Regions from separate parts of the Mus musculus genome. Here region 2 is linked to region 1. The links are chromatin contacts, called in public promoter capture Hi-C maps. All regions are on one chromosome and are shown on one strand. Each heading gives the region's core, a stretch centred on a gene start, on an enhancer-like site or on the middle of the called end of the contact. The rest is flanking DNA. Distances are from core to core; before and after follow the strand shown.

Region 1 (4,277 bases), core at 629-3,128:
AGGATTAAATCTCTGGGGCCACCTCATTGGGAGGATCCAGTTCATTTCACACAGCCTCAAATAGGACATATGAGCTTTTTGCACCCAACACCAACTTATTCCCTGTGGAATTTCTCATAGTAACCCTCACCCGCTGATCTTGGTCACCACCCAAACACCAGATCCTGGGTGCCAATAAATTGGAAATCAAAGCAAGGTAAATTGGAAGTGAAAGTCAACTAGGTTTCACTTCTGTCTGGCCACCCAAAGGGGAGAAACGCTGTCCTGGCATTTCTGTCAAACCATCAGGCAAAATCGTTCTCCCAAAAATAAATACCAGAGTGTATCAACCACAGCTTCTGACTCTATATAACAAACAAACAAACAAACAAACAAATGATGTCATTCATTTACCATCTACTTACTTTGTTGATCTCTTCATTTTAATAGGAAAGCTTTTGTTCGTATGCCTCAGACTGGATTGGAACGAGGCTATGATATAGAAATCTTCTGAGGACAGGGGTCTTAACATTCTAGGATTCCCAACAACTTCTCATCCCAAGCCAGCAGGGGCATAAACATGAGAAGGACACATTTCTAGAAACAGCACTCCTGACAAAGCTCTCAAACACCTGTGGCCTTTGTTTCTCTGATATTCTAGGGATTGGGCGGTGTTGTACTCTTAATCCTCTCGGTTATAAAACAAGTCTAAGTGTTGATCTTCTGTGCCAGCGAGGATTTATCCTACAGAGTTTTCTGTTTTGTTTTGGTTTTTGGTGCCTACGTTAAAAAAAAAAACAAAAAACAAAAAACGAAAGTATCTTGAAAACAAAGTATCTCAGTATCTTATTGATTACCAATACAGGCCAATATTGTTTGAACTAAGCTTAGAGAAAGCAGTAAGACACACCTGAAGACTGGTTCCTCCAGTTCCCTAACTGTCCTCTATGGAGTCCATTCTATCGCCACTGGACAATACAAATTTGTTTTAAATGGGATGTTCTAAACAGCCCAGCATGCGATGAGCATGGGAGTCATCGCCTAAAACACAGAGAGTCGATGGAACTAATTGTAAATTCTACTTCATGTTAATTCATATAAATTAGATATAAACTAAAACTCAAAATCATGACTAGCAGCTAGCATATCACATGTCAGGGAATTATCTCTACTACATAAAGAAGATGACTCATTCCATTTTCCAAGGACAAAATTCATGTTTGGAAAGTATGAAACTCAACCCGTTTTTTGTCAAAATTTCAGTATCAGAGAGTATATAGAAGAAACCCCCAAGGCATGAGCAGATTCACAGATTTCTCATCATTTGAATAAGGAGATGCCAATAGGGAAAATAATCAGGTTTTACATATTCCCAACACCTCAACTCAGATACTGGGTTAAAGGTACTCACAAGTGAGGGCCAGGAACTAGGAAAGGGAATTATTACACAGGGAAACACTGTTTTATGTTTTGTTTTGTTTTGTTTTGTTTTTGTGTGTTGTTGTTATTTAGAAAAAAAAGGGCAGTGCTACAGAAAGCCCCGAGTGTTAGTGCTACCCTGCCAAGGATGTTTCATGAGGACATTCTGGGGAGCAAGTGGCTGACATGGCTTCTCAGGGGAGTTTATTACTGATGAGGCCATATGTTAAGGTTCCACAGTCCGCATTACCAAACAGCAGGGGCAGAGGAGCAGTGTCTCTATTCTGAACACAGGTAGGGCCACAGAACACACTAATACCCCCGAGGAGGCAGGGACCCAGCACAGTGAGGCATAGCAGAAAGTGAGGCTCTTCACTAGTAAAGAAACTGCAGGGAAGGCAGGGCAAATGCAACCGGAAAGGTTAAGAGTTATGCAGGCATAGCAGGTGTGAGGGGAACAGACGTACAGTGAACACACAGGAAGAGAGGCAGTGTGAGCTACTGAGTCAGCACATGGCACACGGGAAGTCATTTCAAATCCACTTAGACCTTCAACCTCCATCAACAGATTAATAACTTCAAAGCAAATTGAAATGAACTTGATTATACTTGCAAATTACAGCAAAATTAAAAGACACCCCAAATGTAAAGGTAACACTAGTATATATGCGCATAATACATAAAATTCAAAAACGCTAACAGAATCACACACACTCACACACACACACAGACACACACACACACACACAAAGTTAATGCTGTTTGGATAAGATGTGAGTTACCTGATTAGGCAATTGTTTGTTTTAAAAAAAAAAAAATCCTATCATGGGACAAGGGAAAATAAAGCCAGAATTGTGACATGCCAACTAATTCACTCTGTGTGCAGAAAGTCACTTCATCAAGCTGCTGCAATGAAACTGCCACCCATCTCTTCAGCAGCAGCTCCTTGACACAAGCAAAGGAGACGTGAGTATGAGAGAGAACCGTGAGAAACTGGCACCTAATACAGAACAGGGACACATAACCAGGGATCTCTTTAGCTTACAAGGAGATCCATGCAACAGAACACCCATGCATCTGATCAGAGGACCCAAGTAAGCCAGGGTTATGGATCTATTAGGAACAACTGGGTGTAAGGATCTAGAATCAGGCTTAATGGGAAATGTCATCTCATTTCCGGTGGTCTGTTAGGCAGATAAGCCCTTTGGACAAATATTTTAAGGTTTTCCCTTATCATGGTGCCATCATCTGAGTGGGAAATGTCTCCACAGAATCATTCTTGAACCCTTTGCTTCACTTTATCGGGATTTTGAAGCTATAGAGCTGTGAGGAACTGAGACCTGACTGATGGAAGACATGGTTATGTTCTACCTCTGTGCGCCTCGTGGTCAGCAACATGGAAAGGCCTGTATCCCATGATGCACAGCCACAGGCTGAGCTGCCCCACTATGCCTTCCCAGCCCTAAAGAATGGCAAGCCTCCCTGGGATGCTATGAGTCAAGTTGTTACAAAAAGTGGTCACAATGACACAGGAGGAACTAAAAGCATACTTCTACAAAAGCCTGGGAAACTCAGCGCCGTGTGAGCAGGGAAAGTGGGGACCCACATTAACTCTTCTTGCTTCCCCAAGTGGATCACTGAGAACACCCTTGCTCAGGAAGCTTTTATGAAGATGTAATGAGACCACAGCAATCAATGCTATGCTATGCTATGCTATGCTATGCTATGCTATGCTATGCTATGCTATGTACTGTCTGTCTGCTCTCTGCCTCTATATTAGAAACACCTCACTTGGGTTTCCTCATTCTAAGAATATAAACTTCTGCCTCCCTCTCTATTTTCTAGGTAATTTGGTTAAAAGCAAACACCTTCTGTGCTTACCACACAGAATCTTATAACCTAGACTGAGGAAATCAGAGAAACCACTAACCTTAATGAAGTATTGGCTATATATACCTGTGCTTCTATCTATATCTTAAAATAGTTTATAATTAAGAGCAGAACTCTACTGACAATACAATAGACTCACTAATGCTAATATGGTTCATTTGACTAAATATTTTAAATATATATAATAGCTACAATAGACACAGACCAGTCTGTCACTTCACCCAACCAGAGAAGTCACTCAGAATTAAAATTTTTACTCTTAAACTTTCCCACACCATGCCCCAAGGCAAAAGCCACAAGATCAATAAACACCCTGCAAAAATGGTCACCTAACATTATTTATGGCTGAGAGAAGTGCTTTTGACACACCTACAAAAGTTTCAGTTTTACAGCACTGATTGTATTCTGTGATATTTGAGATTATCTCTGAGACAATTCCGGAGGGAAGGACTGAGGTACAGAGGAGATGAAGTGACCATCAAAGGGAAGGAAGGCTGTGGAAAGAAGAGAGAGGGACTACATGCGACAGGAGGAACAGCAGTACAAAGAAGTACATGAGCCAATCCTTGCTGAAGATGATGACATATGTGGAAAGAAACATTAAAATAATTGTTACAACAGTTTTTAAAATTGTCCATGGCAAATTGTTAAAAAAAAAAAAACAACCAAAAACCAGAAAAGTATGTGCTTTTGGAAGTCATGAAAGAAGCCCCAGCATCCAGAACTTAAGATACAACACAATTCTGAGTTAAAATGGCACAGGCGAGATAAACTGTATGGACTTTATCTCTCAGAGTTCAAGCCAGCCTTAGCCGAAGTTCAGTATTTGATATAGGTTGAATGGTTTGTAATCTATACTCAATCCGACACACATGTGGCGCTTAGCTTATAAATGTCCCCTTTCGATTTTCTCATCCAAAGCTTAAGGAGGGACCTGGTACATGTTAAACTAATAGGTTCCTTGTGCTCATGCTGACAGTCTAGCTTGT
Region 2 (4,277 bases), core at 618-3,117, 230 kb before region 1:
AGCAAGTTTTACATCATCCAGTCCCCAGCAGTATGCAAATACTACCCCAATCGTTAGCAAATGTTAAGGAGAGAAGAGTCACATGCACACACATACTAAACCAAAGACTGGCCTGACCAGATTCAAATAGAAACCTGGTTATCAAAGCTTCTTACATACCCACATGAGGCTACTGCAAGATGGGGATCTGGTTACTTGCCTAATAGATGCACTTATATCTTGTGACTAGATCTCTGTCAGTCTCTTTCAGAAGGAAAGATTTACAGGCACTGAGAGATGTTCAGTAGAGTGGTCAGAACTGCTACAGGTAGGATGCTGCCCCAAGGAAAGCTGTAGGCAAGAGTCTCTTCAAGCTTTGGAATTTTCATGACAAAGCCCTCCTACTGTGCGCTTTAGTGGCTGGTTCTCAGGGAGGCAGGGGTGAGTTGTACTGTGCCTTTTACCTACCAAAATTTAACAGTAACACAAGGACTAGGGGGTGGGCTAATGCTCTTCTGTTTAGTGTATCTGAATAGTTTCCCCTTTTCAGACCTAATCAAATCAAAGCTGACACAGAAAAAAGAAGAACAGGGACTCCATTTCCATTCAAAAGCTTCTTTAGCCGTATGCCTTTTACAGGACATAACCAACTGATGCTCCCTGCCAGAGTCACTAGAAGCACTACATTTCACCCCAAATCTGTCCATGATGATCAAAAGAGTGAAATGAGAGACAGAGACAGAGAGAAGGAGGAGGAGGAAGAGGAGAAGAAGAAGAAGAAGAAGAAGAAGAAGAAGAAGAAGAAGAAGAAGAAGAAGAAGAAGAAGAAGAAGAGAAGAAGAAGAAGAAGAAGAAGAAGAAGAAGAAGAAGAAGAAGAAGAAGAAGAAGAAGAAGAGGAGGAGGAGGAAGAGGAAGAGGAAGAGGAAGAAGAAGAAGAAGAAGAAGAAGAAGAAGAAGAAGAAACGAAGGGAGGGAGGGAGGGAGGGAAGGAAGGAAGGAAGGAAGGAAGGAAGGGAGGGAGGGAAAGAATGGGTCAGATTCTTAAAATCTAAGTAGACCGCACTGGGAAAGTTTCATCAGGATATTTTACTTAGGTAAATAAGGTTCAATCAGGCACGTGCACACAAACTTTAAATATTAAGGGGGAAAAGCATAAACAGCCTTTAAGTTCTTATTGTTTCTAAAGAAGCCCAAAAAAGGTGTGCAGAAATGAGGAAACTCTGCAGTATGTATGGTTCACTAACCCTCACTTAAGCATGCTTCAGTCTAACGGGAAAAAAAATATAGAAATGTACTTCATGGTGTTTATTTCCATATACTAAAATTTAAAATTTTATTTCTGTGTCTGCATGTGTGCCTTCTTGCATGTGTGTGTACTGTGTACATGCAGGTGTCCCGGAAGCCAAAAGAGGGTATTGGATCCCCTGGAACTGGAATTAGGAGGCTGTGAATACTAGTGTGGGTATTAGGAACCATGTCTTGGTTCAAAGAGGAACAAGTCTTCTTAGTTGCTAAGCCATACTATACTTTTGGATATTCTGTAAATGTAATAACCAAGGCCATTTTACGTAAATGTTTTGATTATTTTTAATAAATGTAAAAGCTATAGTTAACACCATGACCAAGCCAGAACTATCACCCATGTCTTTCTCTTGGCATTCCTCCCTACCCTCAGCAAGTCAGTCTTTCACATTTTACCAGCTTATTTCCCTATGTGTCCATTTTACTGTGTGACGATGATGCAATTTGTCCTTTCACCTACAGATGGAGTCTTGGGCCACTGCCAATTTTGACTACTACAAATAAAGTTGACATCAACCTCTATGTTCAAGTCTGTGTGAAAACAGGGGTTTTGTTTGCTTTAGGCGAACATGTTGGAGAAAAGCTTGGTTATGTTTACTGTGTGTTTAATTTTTAAAGACACTGCTAAGATCTTTTAAAAGTATCCATTGTACGATCCTGTTCTCAGCAGTTCAGGAGAATCTCAGCCATTTCACATCCCAGTTCGCGCCTGGGACGTGGCAGAGCCTCGAATCTCTTCAATTTGAATTTGTTCCTAACTCAAGTAAGGGGACACTTTAGGAAGTCTCTTCTTGGGGACCACAGATACCAAGCATATTTTTAGTTGATGATTTTTCCCAGAAAAGCATCTGTTTAAACCTTTTGCCTCCTTTTGTTTTTTGTTTTGATTGAGTTAGAAACCTGCTCTCTGTATACTGGACACATATCATTTTGGATGCATGGCTTGGTGTTTCACATTTCAATGGTTTCTTCTGAGAACAAGTTTTAGATTTTTCTGCTTTTCGTTTTTTGAGGACAGGGTCTTGTTTCAAGCCCTGGCTGGTATGGATGTAAATTTTAGTTCTCTTGTCAAGAGTTTCCATGTCCTGGACTTACACGCTTTTAGAATGTTGATGAAATTGAATTTATCTTTCAATAGATTTATTTGGGTATATCCTACATTAAATCTTTGACTGCCCTAATTTCATAAGAACTTTCTTGGGAGTGTTTTTTTTCATAAAAACTTTATAATTTTGGCTTTTATTTCTAGCTTTTGATCCAAAATATACATAAGACTTCTATAGTTTAAAATTAAAAAAAAGTCACCGAGCAAAATGAAAGAACACTTACATCAAGGAACAGATACATCATGTTCATGGTTTGGAAGTCCTTTTAAGGAGTCAATGCTTCTCATTTGAATTATGAGTAATCCTGCGGGCTTTATCAATATGAATTGACAAGCCACTTCTAGAATGCAAAAGGATGCAGAACAGTCCAACCAATTTTGACAATAACAGAGGTGGATATTTTGCTCTCATCCTCTATCTACACAAAAAAAGAAAGTGGGACAGGGAGATGCTGTGTTGCTCAGGGTGGAACTGACCTTGTAACATTGTTGCCATAGCCTCTACAGTGGCTGAGACACGTACCACTATATTCAACTTGCTGAAGGATGTAAACGGTTTGAAAGCAAGGTTTACTGTAAGGCACCATAACTGAGGCACAGGGTAGACTGTAGACTGGCACAGACGTGTAAAAGTTTCAAACTTGGCAGGTTGTGGTGACAAATGTCTTTAGTTCCAGTAATTGGGAGGCAAAGCCAGTTGGATCTCCATGAGCTTGAGGCCAACCTGATCTTCACAGTGAATTCTAGACCAGCAAGGGCTACACAGTGAAACCCTGTTTCAAACAGATGAAAAATAACAAAATGAAAAACACCTTTGGGGCTGGAGAGATGTCTCAGTGATTAATAGCATTTGTTGCTCTTCCAAGAGGACCTATGTTCATTCCTAGGACACACATGGCAGCTAACAACTGATTGTAACTTTGGTTACAGGGGATCTGATGTCCTCTTCTGGTCTCTGTAGCCACTAGGCGCACACACAAGGTGCGCAAACTTTTATAGTATTTGCGTGTGTTTACATGTCTCATAATTAATTATTTAATACTTCTTTCCAGAAAGGCATCTGTGTATCTCTTATAAGACTAGTGTTTTTGTCTCATATCTGTTTATTTCCTAAATATAATTGTGTATGGCCATGAAAGCAGACTAAGCGGAGGATCAGCAAACAGATTTTATATTTTATCAGTAGACCAGAGTTAGTGTTTAGTTTTATATTAAACAAACACAAAACAACCCACACTTGTTTTTTGTATTTATTGGCTTAAGTTTTTTCATATATTTTGATTATATTCCTCCCCTCCTTTGCTCTTCTAAGATCCTCCCCATCTCCCCCTGTCCTACACACAAACAAAACTAAGCCAAACCAAAACAGCACATACACACAAAGAAAAACAGAGCTGATTTTGTGTTGGCTATCTACTGCTGAGCATGGGTTCTGTCTTGAATAGTGGCTGATAGATCCAGTGACACTCTATTGGAGTGATTTTTACTCTCCCAGCTGATATCAATTTCCAGTAGTTTCTTGGTTAGGGATGGGACTCTGCGGCCACTTTCTGGTCTCTGTGCTTGATTTTGCATGGCTTCTGCAAGTCTTGTGTGTGCTGTCTTTCTGTGAGTTCATGTATACCAGGCCTAGTCTCGGAGACCCTGCTTCCTAAGAGTCATCCATTACCTCTGGCTTTTAAAATCTTTCTGCCTCCTCTTCTGTATACATTCTTGAATTTGGGGAGGGGGGAGTGTTGATAAGCACATTCCGTTTAGGACTGAGTGATCCAAAATTCTCTCACTTTGTACACACTGTTGAGTTTGTATGTTAATTACCATTTATTGTAAGAAGATGGTGCACATGAATTATTTACTCTAGCTAACCCTGTATAAGAGACATATGACCCT

The links. Promoter capture Hi-C pulls out the DNA fragments that hold promoters and counts their contacts.
Region 2: a contact with region 1 is called in a promoter capture Hi-C map of liver, with 4 times the contacts expected there. The contact joins two enhancer-like sites. A contact is called at or near these places in 2 of 39 promoter capture datasets (both in liver), 7 of 484 Hi-C or Micro-C datasets (bone marrow-derived macrophages, double positive thymocytes, large pre-B cells and 2 more) and 2 of 115 datasets of contacts at active chromatin or transcription factors (CD8 T cells and bone marrow-derived macrophages).

The regions. Positions count from the first base shown.
Region 1 is chr16:24,639,147-24,643,423 of GRCm38.p6, reverse strand. All of the region lies in intron 5 of Lpp (LIM domain containing preferred translocation partner in lipoma), which reads right to left. Among named protein-coding and RNA genes, the nearest start is that of Mir28a, 190 kb to the left of the region's middle. Within about 2 kb of position 1,878, at least 25 of the 459 cell types and tissues checked have an H3K27ac peak or open chromatin away from gene starts, as enhancers often do. A contact at or near this core is called in liver, where this site is marked.
Region 2 is chr16:24,871,946-24,876,222 of GRCm38.p6, reverse strand. The region is part of intron 9 of Lpp (LIM domain containing preferred translocation partner in lipoma); the gene reads right to left. Among named protein-coding and RNA genes, the nearest start is that of Gm22672, 10 kb to the left of the region's middle. Within about 2 kb of position 1,867, at least 17 of the 459 cell types and tissues checked have an H3K27ac peak or open chromatin away from gene starts, as enhancers often do. A contact at or near this core is called in liver, where this site is marked.